Regions from separate parts of the Canis lupus genome. Here region 2 is linked to region 1. The links are chromatin contacts, called in public Hi-C maps. All regions are on one chromosome and are shown on one strand. The core of a region is the stretch at or near the end of the contact, and the rest is flanking DNA. Distances in the headings are between cores, read along the strand shown. Region 1 holds the start of BTG1 (protein BTG1). Region 2 has its middle 130 kb from the start of TRNAK-CUU.

Region 1 (2,700 bases), core at 159-2,658:
GCCTGAACAGCTCCTGACTGCTCAGTCCAATCCGCTGCGCTGCCTGTCCAATCAGAGGATCCATTTTATGGTTGATGCGAATACAACGGTAACCTGATCCCTTGCACGGCTTTTCTGGGAACCAGTGATGTTTATAATGTTCTATAGGAAGACAGGAGGAGGAGGAGGAGGAAAAGAACAGAGAAACAACACTTAGATCGTTACTGTTACACATCCCGCCGCAGCCTCTTCCCGCTTCCGCCGGCTCCTCTGAGAAGTGAAAAATGTGAAGCCACCAACTTTTAAAAAAAAAAAAATGCCCAGCGTTGCCCTCGCGGGGCCGAGCGTGCGCGGGGCCGGCCGGCGAGCGCGCGGGCCTGGAGAGGGCACCCGGCGGGGCGCGGGGCGCGGGACAAACCCATTCCCAGGAACCGACCGGTCGAGGCGGCGGGGCGGCCCCGGCGGAGCCTCTACCTCCTCCGGCCCGGGAGCCGGGGGCCCGGCCCGGCCGCGCACAATGGGCCTGACGGCTTCGGCGGAGGCGCCGCCGGGCTGTTCACCCCGAAGGGGAGGAAAACCAGCAGCCCTAAGCCCCGCGCCGGGCAGGGCTGTAACCCGGCCGGGGACGAACCCAGTGATTAATGGGCCGCGGAGGGGGCGCGGGGAGACCCCGGGCCGGGCCGCCGAGCGCACGACGGGCCGGGGGGGGGGGGGGGCGCCGGAGCAACCCCAGCCCCGCAGCTCCTTTGTCCCGTCCGAGGGCCGCAGCTCCCGCCCGGGGGCCGTAGTTTCTTTGTTGCGCGCCCGTCCTTCTCCCCTCCGAGGGCCGGCCGCGGGGCGCGGGGCGCGGGGCGCCGCGGGGGCCTCGCCGGGACCCGCCGTTAGCGGCCGCCCCGACGGCCCGGGCCGCTCCCGCCCGCGCCCCCGCCCCCCCGCCCGCCCGGCGCGGCCGCCTCACCTGCCAGCAGCTCCTGCAGGCTCTGGCTGAAGGTCTGCAGCTGTCGCTCGCTCGTGAGCCCCTTGGTGCGGAGGAACTTGGAGATGAAGGACACGGCGGCGGCGATCTCGCCTATCATGGTGGCGGCCCGGGTGTAGAAGGGATGCATGGGGGCGGCGGGCGGGGCGGCCCGGGGCGGCCGGGGCTCGGCGGCGCGGCCCCGACGGCGGAGCGGCCACCCCGGGCTCCCTCGCGGCTCACAGGGCTGAGAGGAACAGAGGGCGGGAGGGGCGGGCAGCTACTTTTTTTTTCTCTCTCCTTTATAGTAAAAAAAAAAAAAAAGTTATTTTCACGACAGGAGGCGGCAGGCGAGAGGAAGAGACGAGCGACGGCGGCCTGGTCACATCGCTCGGACTTCCCCAGCCGCCTCCGCGTCCAGCTCCGCAGCCTCCGAAGCTCCCGACAGTTGCATTTCCAGCTCGGAGGGGCGAAGAGATGCAGGCGCCGTGCGGTAGCTTTTATAGCGCCGAGAAAGGAAGTGGCGTAGCCGGGGGGGGGGGGACGGCCGGCCGCAGCCAATCCGGAGATCGCACCATTGTGACGTAGCGGATTCGGAGCCGGAGGGGGCGGGCAAAGGGAGCAGGGGGCGGGGGCCGGGGCCCGGCCGAGAGGGAGGGGCTGACGTAATCCGCTTGTAAACAAATAAACTCCCGAGCGGCGGCGGCGGCGGCGGCGGGCTGGGCCGGGACGCGGGGGGCGGGGGCGGGGGCGGGGGGCCGAGCGCGGGTGCGCGAGTGAAAGCCCCGCCCCGGGCCGCGCTCCTCCCCCCGCTGGGGCGGCTGCGGGACGCGGGGCGCGGGGCCGGGGGCGGCGGGGCTCGGCCGGTCCGCGCGCGCGGGCGCCGGAGGTGCGGACCCGGAGGAGCGGCGGCCGCCCGGGGTCGGGGCCGGGCGCCCACGGGCTCGCGGAGGCGGAGGCGGAGGCGGAGGGGAGGCGCGGAGCGAAGGCTCCGTAAAGGTCTGACTGCAAAATACAGAAAAGGGCAGCGTCGGGCTGCGGCCGCCGTAACTTCGGGGCGCAGAGGAGAGGAGCGCGGACCTTGGGGAATCCGGCCCCGCGCCGCCGGCAGAGCCCGGCACCCCAGATCCGTGTAGACGCGGCGCCCGTAAAGTTTAAGCGGAATTGGGGGGTGGGGAGGCAGTATGATGCCTTTTACACCGTTTATACCCTAACCAAAGGTTGGCTGCTCTTCTTCCTCCCCTCCCCCCCATCCAGTCCAAATAACTGTGGGGCCCTTAGAGTGCTGCTGCTCATTAGAAAAACAGAAAAAAATAAATAGTGAATTTGGAGCTTGTCAAAGTATTAGTCGTAGGCATCTGAGTTTACTGGAAACCCTACTGGCGAAACTAGAAAAGAAAAAAAAAAAGAAGAAGAAAAAAAAAAAAGGACTGTTGTACTAGGGCTGAGCCTGCTAAAATGATTAAGCCCAGGAGAGGGTTAAGCCTGACTCGGTTAAGGAGGAGGGGGCAGAAAAAGGGAGATGGTGAGTCCCGGCAGATGGAGGAAGCAAACAAGAGGCAGAAGTTGGACTCCACCAGATGGAAATAAATATCCTGAGTTGAGTTGGTCATCAATATTGCAAAACACACCACTTGGAGTTGTGTGTGTGTGTGTGTGTCTGTGTTTTTAAGTACTGAGCCAGCGGGTATAGAAATGAAGCAAAAGGAGGATGTTGCAAAGCGGAGGGAGAAGACATTTATTGTTTAAATGGAACACGTAAAACT
Region 2 (2,700 bases), core at 85-2,584, 210 kb after region 1:
TAGTATCATTTTGCTTTAGATTCATATAGACCTGGATTCCAACCCTCCCAAGTCATGCCACTTGGGTAAGTGATACCTCTTCATAATTCTCAGTGCGCACGTCTATGTAGGAGAGTAATCACCATCTCCTGGGGCATTGTCTAGGTAAATAAAATAGTGCTAGTGAGGTATTTGGTACAGACCCAGGAACATAATGAGTTCGATCAATCGTTTCCATGATGAATACATCTGAATTTATGTCCATCTTCTGTGATTCTACTGGGGAAAAGGATTTAAAACCCACTTGATATAGGAGTGTTGAATCTTTCAGTAGTTATTTCCAGGTTCATGAGGTCCCTTCTTGGAGCTTTGCAACTACAGAATACACCATTTTGGCAGGGTTGCTTCAGTGGTGCTGGTCATTTTGGGGTTTCTCCACATCCTGGAACAGTTTTCTCTTTACCTGCTTTAGACACATGTAGGAGTTCTTGGCAGAGATCACACAAATTAGCACAGGCTTTGTTTTCCAGAGACCTAAGTGACCGTGGGAAATTTACTAACATCTCTGAAACCCCATGCTCTCAATTATAAAAGAAGTTTAAGATTTGCTCTGAAGGATCATCATAAGTGTAAAAGAGAAGAAATGAGATCACTACATGAAATTTTCTAGTTAACACTGAGCAATATATGAGAAGTACAATAAAGAGAATCTACTATGTCTCATTTATTCCTACTCATAAATGTTACTTCCCTTCTCTCCCATTTTCATGGCACATGTCACTAGTGTTTAGAGCCCCTAAACAGTAGTTGGTAATTCTCCCTTAGGGGAAGACAATAATGATGCTGAGTTGGTCTCAGCCACAGTAAACCTTTGCCCAGAGACAAAAACAAAGTCTGCTAGCAAAAAACTAGCACCCTTCCTTACCAGCCTTTAGCAAAGACCCAATTCCCATGAGCGAAATGAGTAATTGCTACAGGAAAATAGGCCATGTGCATTTATATAGTGAGAGGTGTTTTATAGGATTAGGTGGGTGATGAAAAAGTAATCACTATAATAATTTTATAACTTAGACATAAAAGAGAGAGAGTTGAGAAAGACAAGTTCTCTTGTTAAATATTTGCCATTTAATGTCTTTTTATCTTCAGGCAAGTCAATGTGTTTTCTTATAAATCAGCAAGAAGTAGACTCAGATATCTTAGAAGAGGAATGGACTTGAGATGCCACGTGGCACAATCTGCCCTTCACAGAGAAAAACCCACCCAAGATCAGAGAAGATGAGTGAACGTGCCCAAGGTCAGGCGCTGCCTTTTGTTTTGACTCCCTGTAGAGAGATCTCACACTGACACACACTGCCTCTCTCTGGCAAGTGAGGTAAGAGTTGCACAACAGAATCCTGAAATAAGGTCATTTATAACTGCCAGTGACAGTCACCTTCTCTTTTATTATTGAGAAAATGCTCATCTAAACTTGTTATCGGAACACACAGACTGAGCAAGAAGGAATATATTTTTTTACACGTCAGAAAGCCAGGGGTAATAGAACATTCACATTCTGGAGAAAAGCGAGATAATAAATTGCCATGACATACAGACAGCTCATGAGTGGTTTCTAAAATCCTGACTTCTTGAAAACAAACCAAGGGCAGCAGAGAGTAAAATCCATAACCGTGTGCTTCCTGTGTGGGTGTGTTGGACTGAACATACATATGATTGCATCACAGAAATGATCCCCTGGAAAGAGGAGTGCACTGTTTCTCAACAAAGGGAGACAAGGAAAGAAATCAACATTTCTTGAGCTCTACTTGGCTCTGGAAGTGTTTGCAAATGGCAGAGTGAGATTTTGAACCGAGATTCAACTAAGTTTTAAACCTGGGTTATTTCCCAATAAGTCAAGGAAATAGCCCAACTCCTCCTGGCATATTGCCAAGCAAGCATCTCTTCCAGGAGGGTGATTATAGTTCCCACAGACAGGAATTGTGTGCAGGGTTAGGGGAAAGGCCAGTGGCTCCGACGTGCTTGGCATGAAGGCTATGACTACAGGAACTAATTCAGACGGACTAGTCATCACAGTTGATTGATCGGGGAAGTTGATTTTAGTGAACACAAATCTGCAGGCGTCATCATCACACCATGAGACAGATAGACTAACCTGATTGGCGAGACTAATAGTGAAGGTCGGACCTCATTTTGGAACCTAATGTTTATTAAGATAAGAGAGAAGCTTGCCTCATCCCAGACTGTCAACAGTGAAGAGGGAGATTCAGAGGGAGGGAATTCCCCTTAAAATGGCATACCAAATATTTCAAGACTAAAATTTTGATGACACATTATGTGGAGTATAACCAACCCCCATATTATGAAGGTAATACATTGATAACTCATCAAAAAAAAACCCAACAACACAGTCCAAACTTTTTTTTAGAGGGGGGAGGAGCAGAGGGAAAGGAAGAGAGAGAATCTTAAGCAGGCTCTTGTGCAAAACTCAGGGCTCAATCTCAACCCTGAGGTCATGACCTGGACTGAAATCAATAGTTGGACATTCAACTAATTAAGCCACCCAGGCTCCCCACAGTCCAAACTTCACACCCAAGCAGCATTCTTCCATCTTGTAGAATTGTTGAATTCTGAGTGTTCTTGACTATCTTCTCAACTCGGAGAAAGCGCATGTGCCAGAAAATATATTCACTAGGAATTCAGAAGTAGAGAGCTTTGTGTGCTCAC

Evidence for each region. A called contact is a pair of places that touch in the nucleus more often than the background predicts.
Region 2: a Hi-C map of blood shows a contact between it and region 1, with 2.4 times the contacts expected there. The contact joins the enhancer-like site here to the promoter of BTG1 in region 1. A contact is called at or near these places in 2 of 9 Hi-C or Micro-C datasets (amygdala and blood).

Annotation. Positions count from the first base shown.
Region 1 is chr15:32,950,101-32,952,800 of UU_Cfam_GSD_1.0, forward strand. It overlaps BTG1 (protein BTG1), which reads right to left and starts at 1,409. Exons shown (of 2, transcript XM_038558635.1): 1 at 938-1,409; 2 at 1-141. The coding sequence starts at 1,085.
Region 2 is chr15:33,162,632-33,165,331 of UU_Cfam_GSD_1.0, forward strand. No RefSeq gene overlaps it. Among named protein-coding and RNA genes, the nearest start is that of TRNAK-CUU, 130 kb to the left of the region's middle. Within about 2 kb of position 1,335, at least 6 of the 20 cell types and tissues checked have an H3K27ac peak or open chromatin away from gene starts, as enhancers often do. A contact at or near this core is called in blood, where this site is marked.